Linked DNA regions of Sus scrofa: regions 2 and 3 are each linked to region 1. Evidence: chromatin contacts called from public HiChIP or PLAC-seq data. All regions are on one chromosome and are shown on one strand. The core of a region is the stretch at or near the end of the contact, and the rest is flanking DNA. Distances in the headings are between cores, read along the strand shown.

The links. HiChIP or PLAC-seq counts read pairs in DNA pulled down with a chosen protein or histone mark.
Region 2: an H3K27ac HiChIP or PLAC-seq map of alveolar macrophages shows a contact between it and region 1. The contact joins two enhancer-like sites. A contact is called at or near these places in 1 of 47 Hi-C or Micro-C datasets (skeletal muscle) and 2 of 2 datasets of contacts at active chromatin or transcription factors (alveolar macrophages and skeletal muscle).
Region 3: a contact with region 1 is called in an H3K27ac HiChIP or PLAC-seq map of alveolar macrophages. The contact joins two enhancer-like sites. A contact is called at or near these places in 2 of 2 datasets of contacts at active chromatin or transcription factors (alveolar macrophages and skeletal muscle).

The regions. Positions count from the first base shown.
Region 1 is chr14:28,426,431-28,429,529 of Sscrofa11.1, forward strand. No RefSeq gene overlaps it. Among named protein-coding and RNA genes, the nearest start is that of SCARB1, 130 kb to the left of the region's middle. Within about 2 kb of position 1,596, at least 5 of the 83 cell types and tissues checked have an H3K27ac peak or open chromatin away from gene starts, as enhancers often do. A contact at or near this core is called in alveolar macrophages, where this site is marked.
Region 2 is chr14:28,650,935-28,653,696 of Sscrofa11.1, forward strand. The region is part of intron 2 of NCOR2 (nuclear receptor corepressor 2); the gene reads left to right. Among named protein-coding and RNA genes, the nearest start is that of NCOR2, 9.5 kb to the left of the region's middle. Within about 2 kb of position 1,392, at least 27 of the 83 cell types and tissues checked have an H3K27ac peak or open chromatin away from gene starts, as enhancers often do. A contact at or near this core is called in alveolar macrophages, where this site is marked.
Region 3 is chr14:28,680,709-28,683,794 of Sscrofa11.1, forward strand. It overlaps NCOR2 (nuclear receptor corepressor 2), which reads left to right. Exons shown (of 49, transcript NM_001044576.1): 7 at 1,764-1,877. Among named protein-coding and RNA genes, the nearest start is that of NCOR2, 39 kb to the left of the region's middle. Within about 2 kb of position 1,668, at least 9 of the 83 cell types and tissues checked have an H3K27ac peak or open chromatin away from gene starts, as enhancers often do. A contact at or near this core is called in alveolar macrophages, where this site is marked.

The sequences.
Region 1 (3,099 bases), core at 346-2,845:
GCAGCCCTATTCACTGGGCTCCAGCAAAATGTGGAACCAACCCAAATACTCTTTGCCAGGAAGATGGATAACTATGGTGTGGAATATTACACAGTAGAGAAAATGAATAGGCAGCAGCTCTAGGCTCACATGGGCTGAGTCTCAGTAAAAGATAGTGTCAGTAAATGGCAGAATTTCTTAACTGACACTTTTTTAATTTTAATTTTTTCTCATTTTAATTTCAAATTTTTTTTGGCTGCCCCAAGGCATATGGAGTTCCCAGGCCAGGGATTGAATCTGAGCTGCAGCTATGACTTACACTGCAGCTGTGGCAATGCCAGATCCTTAACCCCCTGCACTGCGGCAGGAACTCCTCATTTTAATTTTTTTAATCTCAGTTTTGCTGAGAATTCACATACGATGTAATTCACCTTCTTAAATCATGCAATTCAATGGATCTTAGTCTATTCACAGAGCTGTGTCCTTATCACCCTGATCAATTTTAGAACATTTGCATCGTCCCTGAAGGGCAATCCCCTACCCATCAGCGGTCACCCCATTACTTCCTCCCCTGCCTCTGGCAACCACCAATCTACTTATTGTCTCCATGGATTTGCCCTTTCTGGGCATTTCACATCCATGGCATCACACAACGTGGGACCTTTCATGTCTGGGTTCTCTTGTTCACCATTAGATTTTCAAGGTTCATCCACACTGTAGCCTGTTGCATCATGTCATTCCTCTTTATGGCTGAATCCTATTCCATCATTGAAAGGACCACATACTGTTTATTCATCCATCAATGGACATTTGGGTTGTTTCCCATTTGGTTTTTTTGGCCTTACCCGAAGCATGTGGAAGTTCCCTGGCCAGGCATTGAATCCAGACGGCAGCTGTGACCTGTGCCATGGCTGCAGCAACACTGGATCCTTAACCCACTGCACCACAGCAGGAGCTTCCTGTTTCTTTCTTTCTTTTTTCGTAACTAAAGTATATACACATGTTTGCATGTGTGGATGTTTGCGTTGTGTGGATGTTTGCGTGAACAAATGTTTCCATTTCTCCTGGGACTGTTGATGTTGAGAACACGGGTCACTCTGTTGCAGGGAGCTTCCTGGGCACGCAAGATGGTGAGCAGCGTCCCTGGAGCCTACCCACTAGATGCCAGTCACGTACCACACCCAACCAGTCATGACAAGCTGAAATGTCTCCAGACATCCGCCGGAGGCAAATTCACGCTTAGGAAATCACTGGGGTTGAATGAAAACACCTAGCCCAGAAGACTACGCATAACATGACACCCTTGTTATGATGCTCGCAAACAACTCGAACTCCATACTATAATCTTCAGTGCCCCGCTTCTTAAGGTATGGTCCCCAGTAACAGTGGCGGCACTGTCCCCACGAAAGGTGTTAGAAATGCCAATTCTTGGACCTTGCTCCGGACCTGCAGAATCAGACACTCTGGGGCTGGGGCCTGGAATCTATCTTCACAGCTGTCCTGGTGATTCTGAGCCCACTGAAGCCTGAGAAGCACAAGTGTGGACACACACATAAACAGATGCCCCCAGTAATCTTCATGCAAAGAAGCAAGGGAATGGGAATTCAGGACCTGGTGTTGTCACTGCTGGGGCATGGAGTCAATCCCTAGCCCAGGAACGTTTGTATACTGGGGGGTGGGGGGAGGGGTGGGCAGCCAAAACCGAAACAAAACAAAACAAAAAAAAGAAGAAGCAAGGAAATGACAAACGTAAATTCTGGGTGCTGTGCCTGGCCTGAAGTGAGGACAAAATAGTTGCTCATGAGATCAAGGAAAGGTGCTTACATGGCTGGGGAGAGGGGACCCATGGGGAACTGCATGAGGCACAGTCTTGTCCCTGCCCTGGGAACAGTGTCACATGAGTGTCCATTGTATTACAGAACAATAAGTTCAAAGGTACAGAAAGTGGTGAAGAGCTAGACAAAACTATAAAATAAAAAACATGCCAGGTGGGAGTTCCTGCTGTGGCGCAGTGGATCAATAGTTATGGCTCGGATTAGATCCCTAGACGGTGAAAAAGAAAACAAAAACAAAAAAACCCGGCCAGGTACCCACCAACAAAGGGAGTGAGTCAGGAGACGATGGTTAACCCAATTTTGTGCATCTGCGGTCATTCAGAACCAAGGCTGGCTATTATTGCCATGTTCAAGTTGATTCATCCAAAAGGGAAGGGGGGATCTTGACACGCCCACCAAGAGCTGACCTTTGCTGTCTATTAGTCACTTTCCTTTTTCAGACACCTCTTCTTGGCCTTAGAAATTAGGAGTAGTTGCTGTGTTCCCTGGGCGGCTCAGTGGGTTAAGATCTGGCATTGTCACTGTTGGCGCCAGGATTCGATCCCTGGCCTGGGAACTTCTGCATGCCACAGTCAAGGACAAATAAAAAAAATTAGGAGCAGTTGCTTTGATGATTTTTTTGTTTGTTTTTTTTGGTCTTTTTGTCTTTTCTATGGCCGCACCATGGCATATGGAGGTTCCCAGGCTAGGGGTCCAATCAGAGCTGTAGCCGCTGGCCTACGCCACAGCCACAGCAACACCGGATCCTTAACCCACTGAGCGAGGCCATGGATTGAACCTGCAACCTCATGGTTCCTAGTTGGATTCGTTTCCACTGTGCCACAACGGGAACTCCTGCTTTGATCTTTTGAGCAACATCTCTATGTGCCAGATCTATGTTAGCTAAGCACCCCCAGTCATACTGGTGCATGGTGTCCCATTTTACAGTTGGAGAAACTGAGTCTCAAAGCTTAAGTGATTTGCTTGAGGTATTCAGAGACATGGGAATAGAGCCAGACCTCAGTGAAGGTCTGTCTATGGCTGGACCTCCAGGGGCAGGAGCAGAGTCACTCTGAACATCAAGGCCAAGGCCCTGCTGGGATTTCCTCCAACGAAAGCTGAATTCAAGATGTCTTTGTTTCTACATCAACAGCCCTAACCCTGTCCATTAAAGGCCTGGCTGACTTGAGCTGTTGTTTTTCTTGACGTTCCCAAAAGATGAGGTCACCAAGCCCAGGGAGGTGAAGACATTGCCGAAGATCCCCAGCAGAGGCAGGATTCAAACCTGGCTCACCTCCTCCGGGAA
Region 2 (2,762 bases), core at 142-2,641, 220 kb after region 1:
AGGGAGCAGAGCTATGAGGCGCTGGTCTGCAGGTCCATGCATGCCCCAGGGCCATTGGGTCCTAAAGGGAGATAGGCCGAGACCAGCCCTTGATTGTGGTCCCACTCAGCCCTGGGCTGTGAGGGGCTACTGCATACTAGGACCCCTGGCAGCACCCTTGGCAACATTATCTCTTTTCATGGTGGGAGAGTGGGAACCACCATAGAGCAGCTGGGTGCTGTTATCTAGCAATCAGGGTGGTCTCCCTGGAGGAGGTGCGTGCACGTGCAGGTGTGTGTGTGTGTGTGTGTGTGTGTGTGTGTGTGTGTGTGTGTGTGTGTATGTGTATTAAAAAAAAAAAAGCTTTTGGAATTCCTGTTGTAGCTCAGTGGGTTACAAACCCAACTAGTATTCATGAGGATGCAGGTTTGATTCCTGGCCTTGATCAGCAACTTAAGGATCCAGCATTGCTGTGAGCTGCAGTGTACATCATAGACGCAGCTTGGATCCTGCATTGTTGTGACGTAGGCTGGCAGCTGCAGCTCTGATTCAACCCCTTAGTCTGGGAACTTCCATATGCTGCAGGTGCAGCCCTAAAACGCAGAAAAAAAAAAAAACTAAAAAAAATTTTTTTAAACTGTGCTACAGTACACATAACAAAAAGCTGACCATCTCACCCCATTTGAATTGTACAGCTCAGCAGTGTTTAGTGTATTCACATTGTCCTGCAAGCATCACCACCATCTCCAGAGCTTTTTCATCTTGAAAAACAAACTCTGTGCCCATTTAACACTAACTCTCCCTCCTCCAGCACCGGCCACCCCCCCTTCTATTCTCTGTGACTCTGATCGCTTGGGGCACCCCGTATGGATGGAATCGATGGTGTTTGTCCTGTTGTGTCTGGCTTGTTTCACTGAGCGGAATGTCAAGCTGCATCCTGTGGCCTGCTCTTTCTTCTGGGGTTGGTTCATTCCCACACAGGCAGCAAAGTGGACTCTGAGCCCCTCATCCTTTAGAATCCCAGCATTCCCTTGGGTTAGCAATCGGGTTACTGTGCCTTTTCCAAGGGGCAGGATGCTGAGCTCCTCACGCCCTGCACCTGGCCCCGCCTCTGTGTCTGTGTCCCTGTGGCCCACTGCATAGTGCCCGCCTATCCCAGCCCCAGGCAGGGGGTTAATCGGTTTGCCCAGGTCACACAGCTGGTGCTAGTGCCCCACCCCCTGCCTCCCAGCCACCAGCTTTTTCTCCAGGTCCCCCCCACCCCGCCTTCCCTCCGCAGAGAAAATTGCCGTTTGGAAGGCCAGATGGAGGAGCTGGGTCTAATGGAAACCACGTCCCTCCCGGGGCGCCCAGGACTTAATGAGGAAGAGCCAGGAAAAATCCGGCGTTGTGTTTGTGAAATACCCAAGAGGGAGGGCGCATTGCATGGCCAGGGTTCTCATGCGGAACCCTGTGACCTGGCGTACCAGGAGCGGTTGTCAGGACTGGTTTCTCTCTCTCTCTCTCTCTTCCCTTTAAAATTAAAAAGGGGAAAAAAAAAACAAAGAGTCGAGGAGGAAGTGATTTTGAGCAGATCTCGCCCTGGCAGGGGAGCAGGGTTGGGCGGCTGAGCTGGCCACAGCCCAGTGGACACACATGTACCAATTAAATTGGAAACAGAAACGGGCCTCCGTGGCGGCTCCGACCAACCAGTGCTGCATCCCTTCCGCTTGCTCTGGGAGGGGGCGCCTGTGCTGGCGGTTTCGGGGGGGGGGATCAGAATGAAGCCTGGCTGCTTTCTGGCTTTTTGACCTTGGGCAAGTCAGCCCACCTCTCTGAGCCTCAGTTTCCTGGTCTGTGGAGTGGGGACAAGCATGTCTGGGGAGGGAAATCGGACTCTTCCCTTGATAAATGTTGACTGGATGAAGTAGAACCTGCCAGCTAGTGAGGGAGTGGGTCTGGTGACCCTGGGGGTGGTTGGTGCTCTTGAAGCAGAATCAGTGGGGGGTAGGGGAGTGGTGGTCCTCTGGGAATCCTTTTAGGGAGGTTCATAGGTGGTGCAGGTGCAGCGAGCGTGTTTTTCTCTGGAGGGTTTGATGCAGGATGTGGTGTTTGGTGGTCTCTCATCCATGACCCCCCAGCCAGGCTGCAGAGGCATTTCTGTTCCGGGACCTGATCATTCTGGTGGAGCTGGAACCCTTCTCTGCATGGCCACTGTGCCCACCTCTCCAGACGCCGGGACCACATGGGCTGAGCGATCCAGCTGAAGAGGGCGGAGTTCGGGCACGCAGCACCAGCCTGCTGACCTTCTCTGTTTTTTGTTTTGTTTTGTTTTTTTGTCTTTTTAGGGCTGCACTCACGGCATATGGAAGTTCCCAGGCTGGGGGTCCAATTGGAGCGGCAGCTGCCAGCCGATGCCACAGCCAAAGCAGCGAGGGATAAGAGCCGCATCTGTGACCTACACCACAGCTTGTGGCAACACTAGATCCTTAACCGACTGAGTGAGGCCAGGGATGGAACCCACATCCTCATAGATACTAGTTGGGTTCTTACCTCACTGAGCCACGATGGGAACCCCTGCTGACCCTCTTTTGGCCTGTCTGTAATAAGAAGGTGTTGAGTGAGGGGTCCTGCAGCTGAGGTCTCAGGCCCAGGAAGGGCAGCCTTCTTCTCCTTTTCTCCAGACTGTGTGGGGGCCGGCTCATCCCTGGGGAGCACCCTCTGCTTTCTCTGCTCAGATGTGGGTCTCCCTGGGCCTGTCCAACTTCCTCGTTAGGGACTCACTCTGCCATCTGGTCAGCTTA
Region 3 (3,086 bases), core at 418-2,917, 250 kb after region 1:
TTCTCCTTTGGCATTTTTTTTTTTTAAAGGTAAATTCACAAAACATAAAATGACTCATTGTAGGATGAGTAATGCAGCGGCATTTAGTACATTCATGGCATGGTGCAGCTACCCCCTTCTATCTAGTTCTAGGACATTTCCATCAACCAAAAAAGGAGACCCCATACACATCAGCAGTAACCCCCCAACCCCAACCTGCTTACTGTCTCTATGGATTTGTCTGGACATTTCCTATAAATGGGATCATAAAACACATGGTCTGCTGTGTCCAGCAGCTTTCACTCAGCATCGGCGTTCACCCCCGTTGCAGCCTCTATCGGCTTCAGTCTGTTTATTGCCGAATAATATTCCACTATATGGATGGATCGACCACATTTGTTTATCCATTCATCAGTTGGTGAACGTCTGGTGTGTCTCCTTCTTTTGACAGTCGGGAGTAGTGCTGCTGTGTGCTTTTGTCTGAGCATCTGTTCTCAATCCTTTGGGTCTGTAGGAGGAATGGAATTGCTGGGTCCTGTGGTAACTTGTGTTGCACTTTTAGTGCCTCAGGGAGGGCCACCTTCACCCACTGGTTGGAATCGCCTTTCTGTCCTCCCTTTCTGGCTGGGTACTCCTTCCATTTCTTTGCTTAATTTGTTTTGCCCTTTTTGGAGGGATTTAGTTGTTTTGCCCCATGCGAACTGCCCTTCTAAAAGCCACCATCAGGGGTCACTGTGGCATTGAGGCAGCTCAGCTCAACCAGCCAGGCCTTTGTGCCCGCAGCAGCCAAAACTGGATTTTCTGGCTCTTTCTGTGTTTCCCTCCTCGTGGCCACCTTTTTTTGAGTTTATAATGGTCATTTAAAAAAATGGTTTTATTTTATCTTTTTGCTCCATAATTGTCATGGGCGCAATGTGTGAGCCTTCTGTGCAAAGAACAGTGTTCTCATCTCACCCAAAACGCCCTGTCAGATTGTACCCCTGGGCCTTGGCCTCCTGTGTGACCTTGGGCCAGTGTCTTACGCTCTCTGGTCTTTGCTTTCTCTTTTTGCTAGAAAGCAGACAGTAGCTTGAAGGGAGGTCCTTAATGGTGTTTGGAGGAGGAGGGTCCAGCGTGAGGACCACAGGCAGATGACGATGATAATGACGATGATGAGAAGCTGGTTGTTAGGTGTTTAGTGCTTTGCATGCATCTGCTCATTTCATCCTCATATCAACTCTAGGATAGAAACTTTAATTATCCCCATTTTCCAAATGAGAAAAGTGAAGTTTAGCAGCTTCTCAGGGTTACATAGCAAGTAAGTAGTAGAAATAGGGAAATAGGGTTCCAGTCTGGACAGTTTGGCCCCAGAGTTTCCAGCCTCTCCTGAGGATGACGGCACTTGTGGTGGTAATGATGGCTAGTGGCTGGTCTTTAGCGCGTCCCCAGTCTGCACTATGCATGCATTAACTCATCAGGGTTAATGAGCCCACTTTACAGATGAGGAAGCTGAGGCACAGTGGGCTTAAGCTGTTTACTTATGCTCACCAAAGCTGGGCTTGAACCCAGGAAGGCTGGTTGTGAGTCTGGAGTTGACCCTGGTCAGGCCCTTCCCCGTGGGAGCTGAGAGAGGCCCTCCAGGGCTCGGAGTCCCTGCGGGTGACTCAGAGGAAATGGTTAGCAGCCTGACTTCCTGTGCGGGGCCACCAGCCCGGCTGCATGGGGGCCGCCCCTCCGCCATGGGGGTGCTGCCTCTCTTCCGCCCGCCGGCGTGCTCACCGCTATGCTCTCCCCGCTTCCCACAGCAACAGCTGGAGGAGGAGGCCGCCAAGCCACCCGAGCCTGAGAAGCCTGTGTCACCGCCGCCCATTGAGTCGAAGCATCGCAGCCTGGTGCAGATCATCTACGACGAGAACCGGGTATGCCCCACTCCGCCCCCTGGAGCCCCCACCCCACCTTCTGCTTGCTGTGTGCTGGCTGCCAGGCGGGATGCAGGTGTCCCTGTGAAGCGTCTGGCTCTCTCCACCCCCAGCCTCAGTGTTTCCATCTGTGAAATGGGGACCTCTGCGAACAATCTCCAACCCCTCATCAGACTTGGGTTTGTGAGTGGGAGGAGGAGGGGCGGCTAGTGGAGACCCATCTTGGTGTGGCTGTGTTCCGTTCTGCTGAGACACACAGACTGGTGTGGATGTTGCCTGTGAGATACAAATAGAAATGCAGGCATTAGGTCATAGGAGAGCTTTAGGGGCCAGTTGATCTGTGGAAGGATGGCAATAGCTTAGGGACTCATGTAGAAGAATTCCTGTAATGCAGTAGACAATAGTAATATTATTCATCATAACAGCAAACATTAGTTGAATAGCTTCTCCTTTTCAGGTGATGGGCCAGGTTTTTTACGTAGCAGTCCTCAGAGGGTAGGCACAGTGATTGTTTCCATTGAACACAGGGAGAAACTGAGGCCCAGAGAGATAAAGTGACTTGTCTGAAGTCACACAGCTGAGAAGTGGCGGACCTGGGATTTGAACCTGTAGGCCATCAGTCCCAGAGCCTGATTCATCAACACCGGCCTCTGCTTACATTTAGCCCTGGAAGGGGCCTTTGGGGTGGTAGAACACAGGTTCTGTAGCAGACTACCGGGGCTTCTAGGGATCTGTGGAGGCCAGCTGCGTGGTGTCTGGAGGAGGCTTGGTCTTAGGGGAGGGGCTTAGGGTACCAAGAGCAGAGTGTCTCCCAGGGGTTAAACTAATAAGGCTTGAGCTGCCCTAAAGTGGAATCTGGTGTCCTGTGAGATGGTGAGTTACCCATCTTCCCATAAAGCCACTAAGGACTCACCTTCAGTGATTGACAGTTGACTCTTTCCAAATATGCTCAAGGCCTGTATTCATGGCCTGCGTATTCTCCCTTATTTCATAGATGAGGAAACTGAGGCCCAGAGAAGGATTGTTCCTTGTGTGAGGTCACACAGTGAAGTGTGACAGAAGGAGGACCTCTCCTCCCTGCCTTGGCCCCTTTGGTCCTCTCCTGCTCTGGGCTCCTGGTCATATTTCCCCGCTATCCCTGATATGGGGTCTGACCCTGGCTGCTGGATCAGTGCTCAGAGTCCAGGTGGGAGCTGGGGAGTGCCTGGT